Regions from separate parts of the Gossypium arboreum genome. Here region 1 is linked to region 2. A link is a contact called in public Hi-C data. All regions are on one chromosome and are shown on one strand. The core of a region is the stretch at or near the end of the contact, and the rest is flanking DNA. Distances in the headings are between cores, read along the strand shown.

Region 1 (6,010 bases), core at 567-3,066, 350 kb after region 2:
AATCATTGACCACATCCCTATAATGAATACTAAATAAACATGTGAAACTTTTACTAATTTAAATAGTTGAAAACATTACTATAATTTATAGTGAAATCACTACGCTAAGAGTAAAAAAACTAACGCATAGTGTCAATCTCATGCTAGCTAATTTGCGAAGAACAAATATACCTTACGCATTTTGGACTTTTTTTTTCATTATTAGGTTTTTTAACTTTATTTTTGACTAGTTATTTTATTAAACATTCAAGTTGGTTTTAGGCCTTTTTGAATTATTTAGGCAGTGTAAGTAATTAGTAACTTAATATGGTTAAAAAACTTCAAGTTTGGGATTATAATCAATGTTTTTTTTAAAATAAGTTGACGGTCGAATCAATCAGACTATTGGTTTATTAGTTGAATTAATTCAATTGGTTCAATTAATTCAATTAAAAATTTATTAAAATTCAAAAAAAAGATAAAACTTAAAAAATATAGTTCAACTAGTTTTTATCCAATTCAATCGATAGATACCGATTCATGAATCAATCCTCTTTTTAGTCTGATACACCAGTCAATTCTCAATCCAACTCGTTGATCTAATCTAATTCAAACAACATTATTTTAATATAGATAACCTTGAATAATTAAAACTGGATTTTGCTCTTAGTTGACTTGTATGAATCTTGTAAATTCTAATTTTTTTTTTGTTTGTTTTCATATCTATTTACCATCTATTTTTGAAATTCATAATTATCTCTCCCACAACAACATCATCTTCAGAATTTAATTTCCATTCCCTCTTTAAAAATACAATGTACCTTGCCATTACCCTAAAAAATTCTTTGATTTCCTACAATCAACAAGTTAATATTCCGTTTTAATTGATAATAATATTGATTCTTAATCTCTATTAGCAAAGTCCAATGAACCGTGTTCTTTAAAACATATTTGCCGAGTTTCTCTCCGACATTCTCTCAACACAATGAAAATTTCTATGGAAGAAAAAGCGTCGCCACTTCCTTATAAGAAAATAACTTCTGATCTATGAACAATTGAAAAAACATCATCTATTCTCCTCCCTACCAATTTCCTTATGGAGCAAGAATATTATTTTCTTGCTGTGATTTCAACAAATGAGAAGACTAACAGGAGTGAATCACCTAACTCACTCATAATTACTCAGTGTTGGCCTCAGCAAAAACATTAGCAGCTGAATGAATTAGTTCCCAAACATGAAGAGTTTATTAGCCAAGCGTGTGCTTTCATTCTTAGCTATGGTGAGAAAGAATTAATTATCAGCTTTTCCTCAATGATACAACAAATAATAAAAGTTCCGTTTTAACTCCATCAAAAGTTCTTTAGGATCTTCTCACTCGAAACTCCATCTGCTACAAGTATTGAAGTCACTTCCTGCATAAACCAATAATGTCCTGTTTAATTACTAGTGTAATAACATGAAAAAACTTATTTAGTACGTATATATTACGATAGTTGGACATAAAATAAAGAATAATTCGTTAAAAATTTTAACTTGAAACAAGAAAGATAAGTAAAAACTCCTTTAAAAATAAGATCTCTTCAAAATAAGTGAAAATTTTCACGTAGCATAAGTCTGTTACTCATGCCCTGCTTACCAACATTCACCTTATATACAAATACAATGTCCCAACTCCTCAACACAGTAAATGACCTCCTAAGCAGACTCGTAAAATGTTGCTTATGAAAAGTGGTCGGAAAACTAAGAATCAATGAAATGAATAGGCATTTCCAGTTGACTGAGTCATTGCCTGCCATAATGAAGTGAACTACAGTGGCTTTGTTCACTTTCTACATGAAGCAATGAGCTTCTTCATACAGGATCTCATTCGCCAGCCTACCCTAATCTTAGAAAAGGTCCATTTAGTCAGTTCCACGGCTCAGCCATACATTCGTCTAGCAGTTAAGATTTCATTTCAAGTGGAGACTAGAAATAACTGAAGAATGCAAAACTCAAGCCCAATAATGTTCCTTAAATAAGACTTCACATTTGGAATAATATAATAGCCCCTAAGCATAAGCATTTGGCTAAGTGGTAAGTGAATAAATTCAGTAAAATTCAAATCCTCTTTCCTAGTAATTCTTTTATTTAAAAAAAAAAAAAATATCTCTACCAGGAGGTCAAGAGAACCTATAGCATTCTGCTCAAATAGTTTAATTCCTAGTCATAAACCACTTTTTAATTCTATAATGCTATAGAAATACTAGCATTTAAAGCTTACTAGTCCTTTTAACAGAAAGAAATACACGGTCTAACTGAAAGTGATTGGAAGTCTCAACTAAGAGCCATTGCTTTCTTCCATATTGGCTAGAATGTGGTTAACACTTGGACACAAGGTCATCAGCACCATATCAATGGATGTACCCTTTTTGCTTAGGTACTGGGACATATCAATATCAATGTGTTTTAGTGTACTGTTTCAAATTTATTTGCATTTATAATTTTTTTCAAATATACTTAATAGTTTAATTTTTAGTTTTAAAATACTATATATAAATATACACACAAACATAGCTCAATTACATACGTAATGTACGTTATACACAAATACAAAATTTAAAACTATTAGTCAGGATAAATAACTTAATTTAATGATTATATTTTCTTTTTTAATGTAATTATAAAAAATTAGAATGGTTAAGTTAAAAATTTATATATTAAAAATTAGTTTAAAATATAAAAATCTTATACCAATTGGTACAAGCCGGTACACACTAATACACTAACACAGGCCAATATAGGCAAAATGGACAGAAAGACAACCACCAACACACTCTGAAATTTGACTGGAACAAAACTTAAAATTATTTCCTATTTACAAACGGAATGGTATGTACCAGCCAGCAGGGCCGGTATTGGTGCGATACCAACAACCATGCTTGAACATATTTTGTCATCTTTACTACCTATTGGCTTCAGCCTTTCTTCATGATATCAAAGAATGCAGATCATATTTCATTCTCAACCAAAAGTGCCACTTTTGGTTACGGAATCAGTTAGAATGTTGGCAATGTTCGTCAAACATACTAGGTCATTCTTTTACCCCTTTCCATCCATTCCTTATTTCTTAAGGAATCAAGAAGTCTCCATTTCTTTGATGCAAGATAAATACAATTTGCATCCTATGCTAGACAAGCCTGGCCGCTTCAAATCCAAACATTGACATCACGTGCAGACTAGAGAAATGGTATAACAATTTTGAGAAAGCTATAACATAAATACAGAAACAAAGTCAATCCAGAGTCAAGTGTAAGAGCTCAAACATTAAAATAGCAATCGCTAAATCCAAAGCAAAATGGAGAAATCAAACTCCTTCCTGCTTCCCCTTCCCCCTGAGCATATGTCAGATCTATTTCAAGTACCCTCCCACTTCTATTCACACTTTCCTTTCTGTATATTTGTATGGAGGGTGGACTACTGATAACAATTTTGAGAAAGCTATGACATAAATACAGAAAAAAAGTCAATCCAGAGTCAAGTGTAAGAGCTCAAACATTAAAATAGCAATCGCTAAATCCAAAGCAAAATGGAGAAATCAAACTCCTTCCTGCTTCCCTTCCCCTGAGCATATGTCAGATCTATTTCAAGTACCCTCCCACTTCTATTCACACTTTCCTTTCTGTATATTTGTATGGAGGGTGGACTACTGATAACAATTTTGAGAAAGCTATGACATAAATACAGAAAAAAAGTCAATCCAGAGTCAAGTGTAAGAGCTCAAACATTAAAATAGCAATCGCTAAATCCAAAGCAAAATGGAGAAATCAAACTCCTTCCTGCTTCCCCTTCCCCCTGAGCATATGTCAGATCTATTTCAAGTACCCTCCCACTTCTATTCACACTTTCCTTTCTGTATATTTGTATGGAGGGTGGACTACTGATAACAATTTTGAGAAAGCTATGACATAAATACAGAAACAAAGTCAATCCAGAGTCAAGTGTAAGAGCTCAAACATTAAAATAGCAATCGCTAAATCCAAAGCAAAATGGAGAAATCAAACTCCTTCCTGCTTCCCCTTCCCCCTGAGCATATGTCAGATCTATTTCAAGTACCCTCCCACTTCTATTCACTTTCCTTTCTGTATATTTGTATGGAGGGTGGACTACTGATAATAGGTAGCTTTGAGGATGTATGTGAAACCTCCAAGGTGGCTGCATCTGTATTGTGGTATGAGGATATCAGATTTATCTATTATTTATTTTGATCTTCCCATGTTTAGTATCTATCTGAGAGGTCTATGACATCCAGAAAGCGGAGGATTATTGGTAAGTGGGAATATTATTGGTAGTTAGCATTTTATTAGGTATATTCGTATTTGAGCATTGAGATGTTCTCCCTACTGATTCTATCTGGTTTTCTCGGTTCTTAATTTTCTCCCACAGTTGCTTCTGTTACTCCCCAATTGTTTTTGCTTATTTCAGATTTTCCTTCTATACTTTAATATTTTAATATTTTCTCCTCCTAATATCACATGTTATGCAGCGTTTAATTATCGACAAACAGGTTTCATCATGCTTTCATCATAGCAGTTCAGATTTCCAGTATTATAAAGCCAAAGATCAGTTGTTACACTAGCTCAATTTGATGTCAAGTTTCCGCACAAGTCCAAATTGTTGACAAAAATCTGTTATAGTTTGCCAGTTTGCCTTCAAATGCTCACATAACTACTCAGGCCACTACTGATTTCAGAATCACACATATTGACTTCTGCACTATATGTTCTCAACTTTCAAGCTCAAACCGTGTTTGATATGAGTGGAAGAGGAAAAGCAGAAAAGGTGGAAGGAAAATGGTGTTTTTGGTCATCCATCTTTTGCTTCATCTGTATTGAGGAAATGGAGTGAGAGAACGAAAAAGGGAGAGATTGCATCTGCCAGTTCCTTCAAAATCCAATTCCTCTGAAAGTGGTGGAAACCACTGATTCAACTAAAATCAATTTATTTTATTCACATTTATCCTCCGCTCCTTGCGTTCCCTCTTTTTTTCGAATTCTGTACAAAAATCAGGAAGGAAAAAACTTCTATCCTTCCCTTTCCTTCCTCAGCCCACATTCCTTCCCTCCATTTCTTTCTTGAAAAGCAGTGCAATGCACAAGTTCAAGAAAATCCCTTAATCATGTTTACCAGTTTGCCTTCAAATGCTCACATAACTACGCAGGCCGTTACTGATTTCAGAATCACAAATATTGAATTCTGCACTATATACGTTCTTAACTTTCAAGTTTCAACCTTAAACTGTGTTTAGTATGAGTGGAAGAGGAAAAACAGAAAGTAGGTGGAAGGAAATTGGTTTTTTTAGTAGTCCTTCTTTTGCTTCATCCGTATTGAGGAAATAGAGTGATAGAACAAAAACGGGAAAGCTTGCATCTGTGCATACCTTCAAAATCCATTTCCTCTGAAAGTGGTGGAAACCACTGATTCAACTAGAACCAATTTATTTTATTCACATTTATCCTCAGCACCTTGCTTTCCCCCTAGTTTCCAATTCTGCACAAAAATCAGAAAATCCTCTTTTCTATCTTTCCTTTTTCTTACTCAGCCCATGTTCCTTCCCTCCATTTCTTTCTTAGAAAACAGTGCAATGTACAGGTTCAAGAAAATCCCTTAAGCATGTTTAGGGAAACAGGAACAACTGATAGCGCTAGAGAGCAAGTTGTCTCAGTTGGCAGATTTAAGTGCTATAACCACTCTCAACAACATAATTAAGTTGAAGAACCAAATGAAGGCAGCAACTAGTGTTTGAGAGCTATAAAAAAACTCCTAGACGAAATATCCCAAATTTCCTTTTTGTATCCAATAACCATATGTACACTTGTAATTACAGCTTATTGTTGCTCGTCCAGGGAGCAACTAGTGCATGAAAACTACAAAAGGACTCCTAGATAAAATGTCCCCAATTTCCTTTGTGTATCAAACAACCATATGTAGGCAGTAGGCTTGCCATCACAGCTTATTGTGGCTCTTCCAATGACCAAACATCGTAGACTACAT
Region 2 (5,790 bases), core at 1,791-4,290:
TCAATTTATTTTGTAAAAGTTGAAACTTGAACTTGAAACCTTCAACTAACTTTTATACTTACACATTAAATAACTAACCATTGGGTCAATTCCCTATTTTTTATATATTTCTAAATTTTATAAAACTAAATTTGAGATGTTACAGGCAGCTTCACCTATTCTTAACCACTAGACTAGCATTCAAACTTATTTAAAAATTAACGATAGCTAAAAAAAAAAAAAAAAAAAATGGGGCGTGACTTTGTGTCCATTTTTATTCTATATTAGTACCTGAAGTAATTCGCGCTGCTCATAACATTACTTCTAACAGCAAATATTGTTATAAGTTCTTTCATAATCATTATATTTTTAATCTAATAAACTAACAAATAAATAAAATTTTTCCTAAACTAAACTAATACACAAAATAAATCTAACTAATTAATTAACTAACAAATCATATGTTTATAACAACCAAATATAATCACCTTAACTACTAAATCTTTATAACTAAAACAAACCAAATATTAGGGAAAAAAAACACTTGCCATTTGAAGTTGGGAAGTTTGAAATGTAAAAGAAGATTGAGGTTGATAAAATTTCATAGAAGCTTTTGAAGGAGAGGTATATACAAAAATTTGATGGTTAGATTTTGCTATTAATCTTTATATTTTGTATAAGTTGTGGATTTTTATACTTTATTTTAATTAATTTTAGTTCTTATATTTTTAAAATTTTGATAGTTTAATCTTGACACAAATAGTAAAGTCTGTTTGGTTAAATTCAATTATTATTCTTGTACCATATGTATAATTATAAATTTAGTCAATATTCTCTAATTGGAGCAGCATAATATTCGCCAATTTGAGCATCATTCTAAGTCTTTATACATTTTGAATTTTAAATTTTGAGGCTTTATATAAGATGAAAATCGTTAATCCATTAACTGGATTTTTAGTGAGTAAATATGAAAATAACAAGATGACATGTCATTACATATATGATAATATGTTTGTTTCATCAAATTTTGAATATAACCTAACTTAATAAATTTAATAGTTATTATTTAGTGAGTACTAAAATTTTAAAATTTTAAAAATATAAAGACTAAAAGAAAACTAAATTAAAATATAAAACTAAATCTACAATTATTTAGTTAAGTTTAAGTTGTGCTAATAAAATTTGTTATTTAGAATTTGTTCTATCATAATTTACCAAAAAATTTTTAAAAATTCATACTTCCTAAAGACATTGAATCTTTTGTGAAAAGAATTCTTAAAATTCATAAATAAAGAAAATAAATATTGGAAAAGGTTTTTTTTTAAATTAATTTGATTTGATTTGATTTTTAATTAATTTGAAGTTTTAAAGTGATTTATAAACATTGAGATTTTTTAGTCCAAAAGAAAAGTAAAATCTGAAAGATTTTATTCATGCGACTCTAGACCTTCAACTAAAATACTATTTTGAGCTTGTATTTTATCTACAAATGTATCCATGTTTTTGCAGTAGTCAAGCCAGACTCAAGTAAATCGAATCCATTAGACATATTTGAACAAAATCATTAAAATTCAAAGCTATAGTGCCTCTCCTCATATTACTAGTAATGATGCTTTACAAATTGCATCCATCAAGCTTGCCTTTACACACACAAAAGAAAAGGGAGAAAAGTAGAAAAAGGATAAAGATAAATCAGATAAATTGCTTCAGCTTGGAATCCTGTAAGGATGAAGAACAAGTTGTTTCCTTCAACAACAAAGAAGAGCTAAATCCTAACATGGAACTCCCAATATCAAACTCCAAAAGGTTATCCTCCATTTGAAGCCCTCCTATTACAATTGGGCTACTTTGCTCCAACCCTCCATCCAAAAAACCCAAGCACATGCTCTCTTCGCTCACTTTCACCATTGAATTCCTACCTTGAATTCTCCACTTCACCATCTCACTTTGCAAAACTAGATCAATTTCAGGCACCAATGGCCCTTTAGAACTAAAGCAGAGTCCGAATGGAGCCACAGTTTCTACTCTAGTCATATTCATCTTAGTGGCAGCCTCAACATAAGCTTTAGAAAATATTGCATAAACCGAGCTTACCATTGTGGTGTAAGGCACAACTGTGCTTAATTTTGCTTCTAATTTGCCTTGTTCATGGACTGCTAATCTCCTTCCATTGATCTTGATGGATTGAACATTAATCAAGTAGTCATTTTGTTTGGTGATGAGGGGTGTGTATGCTAGTGACCTTGCTATTTTGGTACCGAAAACGGTGTCTCCACTGCCGGTTAATAGGACACCGGTTGACGATGATAAACAAACACTAAACTTCTGAGGGTGTCCAATTGAAGAACTCAGTTGTGATGGCAGCGAAATCGAAGCTTTCCCTAAACCCATCATTCCCTTGGCACCACTTGCTAAACCTTGTAAATGAAACGTCGGTGCACAAGCAAAGAGAAAGTGATCCACGGTTGTGCTTTGGCCTACATCTGAAGGGTCAACAGAATCAACGGCTATGACATCCTCTACTAGTTCCCCCACTGAAGTCGATCCTGTTACGCCATTGTAAGGGGACACATAACAGTTGGTGTTTAATAGACAACTCGTGCTTCCAAGATCATGGAACTTTGCTCTAGAGCAGTTGACGGAGCAGCTTGAGATCAACCTGTATGATGAAGACATGTGTCCGGAATTGCAATCCATCCAAAGAAACGAACCGCCAAGATCAACCACAAGGTCAGTGGATCCCAAAGGAGCGCCATGAGAGATCCTTGCAACATACTGAAGAGTTGCTGCATCTTTTGCGACAGGAAACAAAGCAAAATTTGATTGAAAACCCAGAACGGGAAACGTGTTTTTCAGGCAGAAAAGGAAAGAGAAAAAGAGAAGAAACTGAGAAAGGGAAGCCATGTGAGGAAGGGAAAGTAACAGTAGACAAGTCTTAGTATTGATTGTCTAAATAAGTTAAATTGCAGTTTAAGAAATAAGGAGATGCGATGGATCGACGCGGTTGGGTGGAATTGTTAGTAAGGGAAAAGGATAAGATTTGAATTGATTTTATTTCATTTGTTTTAATCGCTAACAAACAGAGTGGTAAAGACCACTAGTGAGGGAATTTGTGGGACCACCACAATGTTTATCTTTGTAGCGGCTGACTCATTGCCATCTATTTCTTCTTTTTTTTTTTCTTTTATCTTCTTGAGATTCTACAGTACATTTCCTGGGGAGGAAAAAAAAATGCCCGAAGGCACGTTTTTTATGTGTTGGAGTTTTTGTGGTTATTTTTTCCTTGGAGCAAGTCAAGCCTTACGGATGGATAACTTATCAATGGATAAAGAAAAGTGTCGGGGAAAAATGTGATTAAATAAACTACACCGGTGCTTTTAAGTTTCGTTTTTGTCCTTCGATTAAAAATGTTATAATTTGTTAATTAATGTTTTCCCGCTATGAATCCTATTAAGTAAATGTTAATTATAATCAATTTTTCATCTTTCATATTCCTCAACTTTTCATTTTTATTTTCTTGTAATCGTTTTTTATTTATGAATTAAAAATTAAGAGTCTAATTTCTCTCTCTCTCTCTCTATATATATATATATATATATATGAGTATACTACTTGTAATGACGATAGTTAATAAAATAAATGCAATAAAATTCCTCTTATTCTCGTCTACTATTTTTATATTCTTTGCATTATTATTATTTTATAATATGTTATTAGTATGATCTTATTCAAGAGTAATAGGTCCTTAGTTTACGTTAAAATTTTGTTAGGGTCCAAGTATTGAAATTTAATTGTTTGGTTAAAAAAATTGTGAGTGGTTGCTAGAGATTTGCTTAGGGATAATCACTTTCTCTTCAGTGCAAAGAATGCTCATAGTCTCCGCTTCTCATCCACAATTACTTAAGTAAGTTTAATTTTTTTTTAAATTGATTCAATTTTTATTAAGAAGTTTAATTTATATAATTCTCTAGTTGCATCTCTATGAATTTATAAATCTCTTCTCCAATTTAATTGTTGTGCTTTCTATGTGAATATATATTTGTTATTTTTTATAGAATTTATTGGTTTAGTTTTAATTTTGATTAAATTATATGATTTTTATCTCTTCTTATCTATTGTAAATGTTTATTAAATGTAATTATTAGTTTGTACTTCAAATCTATTCATACTTGAGAATTATACAATGATATTAATCATGAATTTTTCTAAGAAAACACATAAAAGATTCGTTAAAATTATGTATTAGTTTTTCAAATAGCCCTTCAAAGAGAATGAAAATATTTATGTGATACTCAAAGATCATTTGACACATGCATATTGGTTGAATATTTTGCCAAGGTTTGATTAAAAAGAAAAAGGAACAATATATAGACACATTTGATTTATCACAATGATATTGAAGTAAATTTGCAAACAATGATGACTTTATTGGCTTTATTAACAAATTATACTGTTTATTCATTCCTAAAAAAGAATGAAACTTATTGTTGTTATTGGCAAATAGATAAGTGGAAGATGGATAGTCCAAAATATTGCTAAATGTTTATTCCTGAAACAAAATGATCTATTGTTTATACTAATTAATCATTCTTTGGAACAGGTAATATCTTATGATCTTATTGGCAAAGAATATCAAATAGGTTTACATTATTTTCCCAATTATTTCTTATACATTCCTTGAAGTGAATGTTTAGAATAAATATAATAAATTTTATGATCACTTTTGATCCTTGAACTTAATTTGGATATCTGAAAATTTTGACATATTCCTAAAGTTAATATTGTATATATGTTTATAAAATTATATTTTTTTGTTGAAATAATAATATTATGGACCTTTCATTGGTTTAGACATTTTAGAAGTAAATGTCATAATGTTACTTATATGTGGATACTAGATAAAATGAATGACAATGAAATTATAAATTACCACAGTTTATATTGACATTATAATTCTACTAGTTGAGCAAAAGTATAAGGTTAAAAAAAGAATGATACTAATAAATATAATGATCAATATAAAAGCATTATGTACATGCACGAAGCATGTCTAAAACATTAAATTTTTCAAAGTCTTATAAAGAAAAAGAGATGCTCCATAATTCATGATAATAAAAATTAAAATGAAATAATGCTATAAGTGGTGGAGGTTAGAAAATTTTAATTTTAAGCCTCTATTGTTGTAGCTTTAATATCTTATTGTGACCTTATAATATTTTGTATTTTACTGTGTTATGGTATATATAGACCACTCACATTAAGGCTATGAAATCATTAAGAGCTTTCATTAAGCTCATCCTCTCAAATTTAAGTTTGGTGAATTCAAGTACATTTCAAGAGGAGCACCCAAACTCTAGGATATGAACTCATTAAGAGTAATAAACTCAACCTCTCAAGTCGGTGAATTCATCAAGTCCATCTCAATAGGACCACCCAAAATCTAGGCTATGAATTCATTAAGAGTAAAAACTCATCCTTATGCATGTACATCATTTTCCATAGAGATAGGTAAAATGTATACTATGTGTAACACCCCACACCCGTACCCCATGCCGGGACGAAATAAGAGGCGTTACTCAACTTGAACACATACATTCACACGTTTTCGAATCACCAAAATTAGTCAAATTTAAAACTTTTCCGATCTTTATCAAGAACTTCATAACAAAGGCCTACGAGGCTCCAAACGTTCTTTTAAAGCCATTCGGAAATGATTCAGATCATCCCACAAACTCTGAAAAATGTTACTAGGTACAAGGGCATATGCCGGTGTGGGAGGGGCAACACGCCCGTGTGACCAATTCAACATGG

The links. Hi-C and Micro-C count contacts between places; a contact is called where the count stands out from the background.
Region 1: a Hi-C map of leaf shows a contact between it and region 2, with 3 times the contacts expected there. The contact joins the enhancer-like site here to the promoter of LOC108489964 in region 2. A contact is called at or near these places in 2 of 5 Hi-C or Micro-C datasets (both in leaf).

What each region holds. Positions count from the first base shown.
Region 1 is chr5:65,291,320-65,297,329 of ASM2569848v2, forward strand. It overlaps LOC108453429 (fruit protein pKIWI502), which reads right to left. Exons shown (of 5, transcript XM_017751527.2): 5 at 1,003-1,392. The coding sequence ends at 1,330. Among protein-coding and RNA genes, the nearest start is that of LOC108453429, 7.8 kb to the right of the region's middle. Within about 2 kb of position 1,817, at least 1 of the 2 cell types and tissues checked has an H3K27ac peak or open chromatin away from gene starts, as enhancers often do. A contact at or near this core is called in leaf, where this site is marked.
Region 2 is chr5:64,935,547-64,941,336 of ASM2569848v2, forward strand. It overlaps LOC108489964 (probable aspartic proteinase GIP2), which reads right to left and starts at 3,041. Exons shown (of 1, transcript XM_017794734.2): 1 at 1,544-3,041. The coding sequence starts at 2,883. The coding sequence ends at 1,672.